Regions from separate parts of the Sus scrofa genome. Here regions 1 and 2 are each linked to region 3. The links are chromatin contacts, called in public HiChIP or PLAC-seq maps. All regions are on one chromosome and are shown on one strand. The core of a region is the stretch at or near the end of the contact, and the rest is flanking DNA. Distances in the headings are between cores, read along the strand shown. Region 1 holds the start of OGT (O-linked N-acetylglucosamine (GlcNAc) transferase). Region 2 holds the start of MED12 (mediator of RNA polymerase II transcription subunit 12). Region 3 holds the start of TAF1 (transcription initiation factor TFIID subunit 1).

Evidence for each region. HiChIP or PLAC-seq counts read pairs in DNA pulled down with a chosen protein or histone mark.
Region 1: an H3K27ac HiChIP or PLAC-seq map of alveolar macrophages shows a contact between it and region 3. The contact joins the promoter of OGT here to the promoter of TAF1 in region 3. A contact is called at or near these places in 1 of 5 promoter capture datasets (fetal liver), 2 of 47 Hi-C or Micro-C datasets (alveolar macrophages and undifferentiated spermatogonia) and 2 of 2 datasets of contacts at active chromatin or transcription factors (alveolar macrophages and skeletal muscle).
Region 2: an H3K27ac HiChIP or PLAC-seq map of alveolar macrophages shows a contact between it and region 3. The contact joins the promoter of MED12 here to the promoter of TAF1 in region 3. A contact is called at or near these places in 1 of 47 Hi-C or Micro-C datasets (embryonic fibroblasts) and 1 of 2 datasets of contacts at active chromatin or transcription factors (alveolar macrophages).

What each region holds. Positions count from the first base shown.
Region 1 is chrX:57,519,882-57,523,323 of Sscrofa11.1, forward strand. It overlaps OGT (O-linked N-acetylglucosamine (GlcNAc) transferase), which reads left to right and starts at 1,291. Exons shown (of 22, transcript NM_001039748.2): 1 at 1,291-1,507. The coding sequence starts at 1,471.
Region 2 is chrX:57,148,933-57,152,352 of Sscrofa11.1, forward strand. It overlaps MED12 (mediator of RNA polymerase II transcription subunit 12), which reads left to right and starts at 1,952. Exons shown (of 45, transcript XM_001927848.6): 1 at 1,952-2,249; 2 at 2,792-2,896; 3 at 3,104-3,295. The coding sequence starts at 2,151. It also overlaps a transcript of IL2RG not described here.
Region 3 is chrX:57,380,567-57,383,928 of Sscrofa11.1, forward strand. TAF1 (transcription initiation factor TFIID subunit 1) reads left to right here and starts at 1,645. Exons shown (of 38, transcript XM_021079953.1): 1 at 1,645-2,192. The coding sequence starts at 1,788. It overlaps LOC110257711 (a long non-coding RNA gene), which reads right to left and starts at 1,668. Exons shown (of 2, transcript XR_002340621.1): 1 at 1,581-1,668; 2 at 1-30.

The sequences.
Region 1 (3,442 bases), core at 41-2,540, 140 kb after region 3:
TGCTCATATCTATAATTAACAGTTTGTGAACTGTCTTGAAGGAATTGAAGCAAAATTTGAGGATTTTTTTTTTTTTTAGTGTGGTCAGATGGCTAGGTAGTAGAAATGTTTTGAAGAAATTCACTGACTTGTTTTCTTAGATCAAGGACTTTTTTTTTAAATTAATAAAAGAGGCTCTGAGAGATGCAACTTGTTGCCTCCATTGGTTTATAATAATTTCTTGTGAATGTGGCAAGCTACCTTAAATCCTTTCTGGAACAAGAGATATAAATTAATACCAATGTGACAAAATGTCTAAACAGTGGACTTGAAACTGCAGGAGGATCATATAGAACTGATTTGTTCAAGGAAGTAGAGGCAATTTAGTTTCAATCTGCATGTGTGGTTTAGGTAGATGGCAAATGAATCCATTTATCATTGTTGAGCTGCCTTGAGCTAAATGCTATCACCGTTTGTAACGATTTGCAAAGCTATGTGGTGGAAATGAAATCACAATTCAGAAGAGAGTCGTGGATTTTGATGAATATGAATCATCTTTAACATTTTTATGGCTGCTGCTTTGGAGTGCAAACTCTCAGCGAGTCCCTGAGTTATGAAGCATTTGCCCTACGGAATTCTCTGGGTAGAACTATCCTGAATACCAAAAGGTTTTGGAAATTTCGGGCTATATGGCCAAAACGTGAGATTCTTGGGTTCATTTGGCCCTGTGAAACTTTTTCATCAAAGTGTTTAAATCAATGGCTGGAATCAGAACTAAGACGTATTCAAATTGAAACCCTCTCTGCCACCGTTTTAAACGTCAGCCTTGGAAATCTAGCCATTTAAATTTACTTAGAATTGATTCAACAGCCTTGTAACTCTTCCTTTCCGTACGACTAAAGTTGATGAAACTTTTCTAGACGCCTTTGGCATCTCTTAAAAATCTACATTCCTGGCTCGGTAATAGACTAGACTTCCCCACTTCGGCAAAAATGTATCCGTCCTGTGTATACGTTTCTTTTTACCCTTCCGCTCCGCTAGTAGAAAACTTGGACGCTCCCGCCCCAGACAGTGCCCTAACCGGGTCGGGTTGACAGGGTTGCTCGCATGCGCTCTCGACACAATCGTGTTTGTCGCAATGGGCCCTGCGCGGAAGGTTACATAGGAGCAAGTGACTTTGATTATAGTCATTTTGTTGGTTGCGCTGGTTACCGCGCTACTTCCGCGCTGGTACTTGATTGTAACAGAAAGTAGTTCCGGCCCGTGTTGTTTCGGCCGAGGAGCCGTCGCCGCCATTTCAAGACCGTGAGAGGTAGATGGCCAACCAGAGTTCTTAAGGTTCGAAGCCTGTAACTGTTGCCGCCTCTTAAGCCTGCCAAAGCACTGGTACGGCTGCTGCCCTCTTACTACTACCTCTAGAAACATTCTTGCCAGTAGTGGCGGCAGCGGGACTCAATTACCCTTTTCTCGCTTTTCCTAAAGAAGCTCCAGATGGCGTCTTCCGTGGGCAACGTGGCCGACAGCACAGGTACCGGTGTCCCTTCTACCTTGGCAGACGCCCCCTTGGGGTCTCGCGCCGTCCTCTGCCTCTCATCACTCCCTTCCTTCCCTCTAGCCATCCCCATTACATCAGTGGCATCGCTGAGCTTTTCGTCGTCTGCCGGCATCTGATCGGGGTTTCCGCTGTCGTCCGTTCTTCAAACATTTCCTCTTGCTTGCTGGCTTTTCGCTTCCTTTCTTGCTTTGTAATCCTATACATTTGCTAGCCTTCTACTCTCTCGGGACGCTTCTTTTCACACGTGCGCGCTTAGAATGTCTCGGAATGGACTGCATTGGAATCCCTGTCCTTCTCGCTGCCTTTCACTCTCCTTGGCAGTCGTTTTCTCCCTTAATTCAGCTCACCGCCCCCTCCTCTTCCTCCTCCACCCTGCTCCCCTTAGCCCAATTTGGTGCTCCTCTGTCAATCGAGGGCGGGGGTGCCGGTCCGATGTAATCGTATCCTCACTTTGCATCACCCAAGGACGAGCCCAGGCTCCTGGGTGTGCTCCGAGTAATCTCGAGCCCAGGGGCTTTTGAGCAGTGCCCCGCCGGGCAGCGCCTTTCTGCCGGGCTTTCGGTTGAGCGAGCGGCCCCGGTTTCGATTGGAAATTTCCAGGGGTTCCTTTTGCCATCGTCCGATTCCACCCGCTGCCCCCAGCCTGGATTTCCCACCCTGTCCACCTCCCTCCCCTCCCGCGGGGAACCACACCCTTTCCTTCGCGAGGTTGCCAGCCTTGCGGTCCACTTCCTACCCTTGGGGAGAAACCACCCTGGTGCCGGGGCTTTGGCGTTGACCACCCTGCCCGCCCGATTCTCGCTTTGTGTTACTTTCTCCCTGTATTCCTCCGCCGCCGCCTCTGGGTCTTTCATCCCCATTCTTTAGCCCGGTATTTCTTTATTCATAGGGGGTGTATTTTTTTTAAGTTTTCATCCCCGCTTGAAGAGTTTGTAAAGCAACTGGAGTGTAGCTGCACAAGAGCAAGGCGGTTGCCCTTTCAGACAATTAGTCGAGAGCATTTGGTACTAAAAATAAGAAAACAACCAAATTACAGGAGTGTCCTTCGTCTGCCTTTCCATATTGAGGCTATTTGGAGCGGGGGGGGGGGGACCGGGCTGCGGTTCTAAGGTTTCCCACGAGGTTATTATTATTATTATTTTTTGGTTGGTTCCCTCAGTTGAGATGTGTCAGGGTTTTTTTTTTTAATTGTTTTTGGACATTGTGCAGTAAGAAGTGAATCTTCAATTGTGTCTCATCCATGATCGTAGGTAGTGGGATTAATAATTAGTGTTCCCCTCCCTCTCAGGGATTTTTAAAGATTTAAGATTCTGTCCTAGATTCTTCTGTACTAGCTTGCCCTTTTCTACGTGTTATTTTATTTGAGGAAGTTGTCATTTCCAGTGTTAAAATAGCAGATAAGCGGCTTTGAAAAATTGATAAAGTAATGTGTTAAAATAAGGAGCTCGGAAGTTCTAGAGGCTTGTCTAGTGATTTTTTAGTTTCTATTAGAGATATAACGTCCCCTAGATTTGGATGCAGGTCTCTCTTATGTTAGTGGTCAGCTGGCTGTGCATCCTCTTAGGGAATTTACTTAGCTTTCCTGAGAATACAGTTCACTCCTCAGCTCTAACGATTGGGGGGTCTAGGCTCAAATTTGAGCTTGTTACATAGACCTTGGTAGAATTTTATATAATTTGTACATGGTTTCCCACTCTATCTAGGGAAAGTGCTGTGGTCAGATTCCCAGTAATGTATCATTGTTTTAAGTATTTACAATTGAGTCTTAGGCAGCTTGTTGTTGTTTTCCCTCTCTGGGCTTTAGCTGTACACCCCTTATCTTTATGTATCTAAACCAAGTCACTTACACACAGCAAAGTGCTTTCATTTATTATTCATCCTGTCGCACTTTATCAAATGGTTTTATAT
Region 2 (3,420 bases), core at 702-3,201, 230 kb before region 3:
ATGCCAGTTCAATCCCTGGCCTCGCTCTCTGGGTTAAGGATCCAGCATTGCTGTGAGCTGTGGCGTAGGTTGCAGACGTGGCTCAGATCTGGTGTGGCTGTGGCTGTGGTGTAGCACAGCTGCAACTTCCATTCGATCGCCAGCCTGGGAACTTCCAGGGATGCGGCCCTTAAAAAAAAAAAAAAAAAAAAAAAAAAAAAAAAAAAAAGTCAGGAAAAGTATGATATCACTGGATTTCCCATCGTGGCACAGTGGTTAACGAATCCGACTAGGAACCATGAGGTTGCGGGTTCGATCCCTGCCCTTGCTCAGTGGGTTAACGATCCAGCGTTGCCGTGAGCTGTAGAGCAGGTCGCGGACGCGGCTCGGATCCCGCGTTGCTGTGGCTCTGGCGTAGGTCGGCGGCTACAGCTCCGATTCAACGCCTAGCCTGGGAACCTCCATATGCCGCGGGAAGCGGCCTAGAAAAGACAAAAAAAAAAAAAAAAAGTATGATATCACTCATATGTGGAACCTGAAAAATGCAACAAACTAGTGAATGTAACAAAAAAGCAGATTCACAGATACAAAGAACCAACTAGGGGTTACACTGGGAGAAGCGAGAAGGGGGAAGGACAGTTTAGGTGTAGGAGACTATAAGATACAAACTATCACGTATAAAATGAGCTAAAAAGATATATTGTATAACATGAGGAATGTAGCCAATATTTTATAATTATGAATGGAGTATAACCTTTAGAAAATACGAACCACTATACTGTGCACCCGTAACTTATGCAATATTGTACACCAAATATACTTCAATTTAAAAAAGCAGGGGGAGTTCTTAGTGGGTTATAAACCTGACATACTAGTATCCATGAGGATTCGGGTTCCATCCCGGGCCTCACTTAGTGGGTTAAGGATCCTGTTGCAGTGGCTGTGGCTGTGGCAGGCAGCTGCAGCTCGGATTTGACCCTTAGTCTGGGAACCTCCATATGCTGAAGGTGCGGCCCTACAAAAAGCAAATAAAATTAAATTAAAAAGCAGGTAAAAAAATAGAATAGCCAATGATATGATATACCACTTAAAGAAGAGTCAAGGAAAAAAACCCTAGTCTCAGCTCTGTTATTCAGTAGCTATATAAACCAACTCCCACTCCTTGAGAATCAGCTTCCTCATCTACAAAATGGAGACAATAATAATCCCTAACACATGGGGCTTTTGTGGATTAAAAGAGATAATGTCTGAAAAGCATCTGATACTTAATAGGTGCCTCTTTCTATAGAGCAAGCGTTCTTAACCTGGAGTTCCTGAATCTTCGGAGTATATATGGATGAACTTCGTGGAGGGGTGTGTGTGTAAGAATCTCCGTGGAAAGTGTCTAACGTTTTGTATATCTCTACGTGCTTTTTTTTTTTTTTTTTTTTTCTGGGAAGAAGGGCCGTAGCTTCCACCGCATTTTAAAGGGACTTTGAATCAGAAGAGGTTAAGAACCTCAGTGCTAGACCATAGGGACCTTGAGGGATTAGAGCCGACCTTTGTGTGTGTGTGGGGGGGGGGGGGGTTAATATGTGTTTCCTTATGCATACATCGTTTCTAATCTTCACAACAGTCCCTTGAAGGAAGTGTTTGTTAGTACACCCATTTTTCAGATGCGGAACCTGAGAAATGAAGAAGCAGTTTGGAAAAGGCAGAGTTCCCAACAAACGCACAGACGATCAAGCACTTATTTATTCTAGGCCGGGAACGGAGGGAGGTGCTGGGAACGCAATTCTAACCGGAGCTCGGTGCGGTGGCCGCCTCCCGCCTCGCGGGTTCGCATCCCCAGTCCAGCACAGGGTTAGCGAATGTCGCAAAGATCTTGACTGAGTGAAGTCGATCTGCGGCCGCCGGGGCAGAAAAAGCTCCCCCGGCGCCGAGCTCCGCCCCACGCCGGGTGGGCCCCGCCCCCGTTCCCCCCCCTACCCCGCGGTCGGTATTGTCCGACGGTTCCCGGCGTCCCTCGGTTTACCTCGGTAGTTTCCGGCAATGATCGAGAGTTTCTAACGTGCCCCCTTGTTGTCTCTCGGCTGCCGTCCTCGCCTCCGCTGCCCCCCTTTTCGGCTCCCTCTCCCCCTCCCCCAGCGGCCGGGCCCGGCTGGCGCCTCTGGCGCTACGGGCTGGGCAAGATGGCGGCCTTCGGGATCTTGAGCTACGAACACCGGCCCCTGAAGCGGCCGCGGCTGGGGCCTCCGGATGTGTACCCTCAAGATCCCAAACAGAAGGAGGTACGTTCAAAAATCCGGGCTCCCCAGGGGCCGGGGGCCAGCGATCGGCAGAAGAGGAAGCACTGAAAGCTTGGCGGGGGGGGGGGGGGGCGGGGCGGTTCGCCGGGAGCGAAAGTCCCGAAAGGGGGAAGAGTAAAGTGGGCTGGCGTAGGAGAGTAGGATCTGGTGGGGGTGGGGGGTGGTTCCTGGGTGCCAGCTGGGAGTGATATCGGGGCCACGCTGGAGGCGCCCCCCTCTACACACACACACCTCAGAAAGTTGTCTGAGGCAGCTGGGTGAGCAACGGCTGCTCTGCTTCCAAGCTCGCAGGGGAAGAGTGCTGTTGAGTGAGCTCTGGGGGATTGGGAATCTTAGTGACTGTGGGGGTGAGGGTGGGGTCCAAATGAATGTTAGGGCCTAGCTTTAAATAACAATCTGTTCTACTCCGAATCCTCCTCCTCCCTTCCCCCCTCCCCATGTTCCCTTCTCTTCTGCCCTCTCCCACCACCAACCTTCCCCCCCCCCCCCGTGGCGGGGGCTAACATGTCGTTTTCCCGCTTTAGGATGAACTGACAGCCTTGAATGTAAAACAAGGTTTCAATAACCAGCCCGCTGTCTCTGGGGATGAACATGGCAGTGCCAAGAACGTCAACTTCAATCCTGCCAAGGTGAGACAACCCTGCCAAGCTGAAGGAAAAGGCTGGAAGAATTTGAGAAGGCGCAAAGGCCCTGGGTTGGGAAGACTTAAAGGGACCACCTAAATGGCTGAGTTTTCCTTCATAACCTCATGCTACCACATTGGCATTTGCCTATCAAAGGCACAACCACCTCTCTACCCCTTCTTCCCACCCTGAGGTGTAGTTTTCTTCCCTCAGATCAGTTCCAACTTCAGCAGCATTATTGCAGAGAAGTTACGTTGTAACACCCTCCCTGACACTGGTCGCAGGAAGCCCCAAGTGAACCAGAAGGACAACTTCTGGCTGGTGACTGCACGATCCCAGAGTGCCATTAACACCTGGTTCACTGACCTGGCTGGCACCAAGCCACTCACACAACTAGCCAAAAAGGTGAGATACCATTTCTTGTTCTTCAAGCCAGGGAGTGGAGTGTGGGTACCAAGCACCCTCCGATTCCCAGATTAAGCTACATGAATGCCAGCTCATGGGGGTAATGGAGGTCTCACTATTTGTGA
Region 3 (3,362 bases), core at 395-2,894:
GCAGGTTTTTGTAGAGCTTTGTTATCTGGCCTAGAAATATAACTACTGTTAGAATATTCCACAGGACATCCATGCAGTGAAGTACTAAGCAGACATTAAAAAAAAGAATGAGGAAGAACCCTATGAAGTGGTACAGTGTGATTTCCAGGCTATATTATTAAGTGGAAAAAAACAAAACAAAACAAAAAGAATGTATAAATAGTATTCTAACTTTTTTTTTTCTTTTTAGGGCCACACCTGTGGCACATGGAAATCCCCAGGCTAGGGGTCCAACTGGAGTTGTAGCTGCCAGCCTACACCACAGCCACAGCCATGCAGGATTCAAGCCAAGTCAGTGACCTATGCCAAAGCTCATGGCAACACTGGGTCCTTAACCCACTGAGCGAGGCCAGGGGTCGAACTTGCATCCTCATGGATACTAGTAGGGTTCATAACCTGCTGAGCCACAATGGGGAACTCTAGGTGGTGTTAGCTTTGAATTGAAGGTGTTAGTATAAACTCATTCTTTTATTTTATTTTTTTTTTAGTTCTCTCCAATGAAAGGGCCTACAAGCAACGATGCCCCAGTTTCTAAGCACTATTCCCCACTAAAAAGAACCAGGGCCACTTGGAGAAATGGCTTATATCAGGTCTGCGACAGGGAATGCACAGAGTAAGTCTTGAACACCTTGTGCCAAAAAGCAAGGACGTGCTCAATAATAATAAGAGTAAGTCTTGAACACCTTGTGCCAAAAAGCAAGGACGTGCTCATATCAAAAGGACACAGGAGCCAGAGTGAAGTGGTTCCCAGTGGACAGTCAGAGCATCAAAGATAATAATGGTGCTAGACTGTAACACATTAAAATAAAAATGCAAGAAAAGAGGTAAGAAAAGGGAAAGTTCTCCTTTACTAAGTCCAGTTAATAAATGTAGAAGGAATTAATAATTAGCAAAATCACCCTTTTGCACTCTTCCAATAACTGATTCAGGCAAGGATCACCAACAGATGCTAAAACCTTTAGGTGTAAGGGCGATGGGGAATAGAATATATACACGATTTCAAAGTATCACCCCCTAGATTATGTACTAATTATAAGAGGAAAAATGTGCTATTGCGACAGAGAAATCTGGTGGACACCCTTTTTTGAAGTGATCAAATTCAGCATCAGCAACATTGGGACAACCTGACATTGTGCTTTCTGATGGCTGCCGGTAAGATATTTAACTTGAATCGCTTTAAAGAAAAAATTAGATGAATTCTTCCCAAAATGTAGTAGTATCATGCAACACAGAGAAAGAGGCTGAACCCTGAATGGATCCCGGACTGAAATGTAAAATGCTCCAATTAAGACAACTGAATAAATTTAAACATGGACTGTATGTTAAACGATATTGAATTAATGTTAAGTTCTTAAGATGTGCTAATAGTATTGTGGCTATGTAGAAAAAAGTATTTTTGGGGTGAAGACTTTCAAAAGGTTCGGGGAAACAAAAACTGGCAGTGTTTAAACTGAATCTAGGTGAAGGGTCGGCTATTTTATTCACCTTTTACTTTAACACCCCGAAAAAAAGGGGGTGTGTGTCAATTCAAAACAACCAACCTGCAAAGGTACCTTTGGCACAGTGACGAAGCGGTAAAGCAACTGATAGCAGAGATGAAAAGGACCCAACCCTTACTTCCATTTCCTGTGCCGTAGTGACGTGTAGTTACCGGGACGCAGACCATGTGACCCAGGTGACTCCTTCTGATTGGAGAAATAGCCGTCGCTCCCTCAGTGCGCAGACACGGAGCCTACGCAGAAAAGTGGATGGGGGCGGGACCAAGTATTTTCTTTGACCAACCGCTTTCCACGAATCCAGCGCGGATAGTCCAATCCAAAGCCGCTAGTAAAGTAGTGACACCAATTCTCCTTTCTCGTAGGACGGGCGGTCTTTCCGGTTCTTTTTTTCCTTTATGCCGCTTCCGGTGGGGGCTGGTAAGGTGTAGGAACTCTGCGAGTCACTTCTGGGCGACTCATTTTTATTTCCGGTCTATGGGACGAAGCTGCGATTTGCCGTTGCCTGTAGCAGCTGCCGGCACCGACGCCGCCATCATGTCGGACACAGACAGCGATGAAGATTCCGCTGGAGGCGGCCCATTTTCTTTAACCGGTTTCCTTTTCGGCAACATCAATGGAGCCGGGCAGCTGGAGGGGGAAAGCGTGTTGGACGATGTGAGGGGGTGGGAGAGGGAATAGGGCTGGAGGGTGGATCGGCTAGGGAATACGTGAAGTGAGGGGAGTTGAGGGTGCTTAGGACAGGAGACTAGAGGGCGCGCTCAACGTGCGAGAAAACCAGAGAAGCGGCTGCGCTGCTAGTGGGTTGTGTTGTAACCCAGAACTAGGGGGCTCGGTTCTGGACGAGGGTTGGGGCCAGAGAGGAGAACGATAGGCAAGACCTGGTACGTCAGCGACGCTGATATGGGTGACTTCCAAGCTAATTCTTCTTGACCAGGGAATAGGAAAAATAGCAGCTTAACCTAGTGATTGCTTTCAAACCATTGCCGTAAGAGCCTTGGCTATTTCTTGAAACTGTCTGCCTTTGTGACCTCACTGACTAGACGTGGCTCTAGAGCAAGAGGACTGATCTGCAACAAATCATGTGGTTCAGGCCCCAGTTCTTAACCATCCAGGGCAGACCCCTTCTGGTTCCAGGGCACTTCTTACATGGTTTTCCCACTGTTCGTTGAGGGTCCTGAAGTAGTTTCCTGTGGCCAGCGGACACTCACCTGTACTCATTTAAGTTCATTATTTCAAGGAGAAAATATTGACCAACAATATTCCTCCTTCCCTGCAATACAAATAAAAGATAGCAATAAAGTTCCTGCCTTTGCTTTCTCTTCGAAATGACCTCAGTTTCCTTAGCCTTTATTCAGAGAACTGCTGTTACATTCATTCAGTCTTGGTAGTGGTTCCTTGAATAATCTTTTTCTTTTCTTTTTTCTTTTTTTGTCTTTTGTTGTTGTTGTTTTGTTGTTGTTGTTGTTGCTATCTCTTGGGCCGCTTCCGCGGCATATGGAGGTTCCCAGGCTAGGGGTTGAATCGGAGCTGTAGCCACCGGCCTACACCAGAGCCACAGCAACGCGGGATCCGAGCCGCGTCTGCGACCTACACCACAACTCACAGCAACGCCGGATCTTTAACCCACTGAGCAAGGGCAGGGACCGAACCCGCGACCTCATGGTTCCTAGTCGGATTCGTTAACCACTGCGCCACGACGGGAACTCCGAATAATCTTTTTCTTACATTACTTTAAATGGTGGTGAAATTGGACATGATAATAAAGATCTGATCAATGTTGAGTTCAGTGGAAGATGTACTTTACAGTTCTCAAATGTGGTGCTC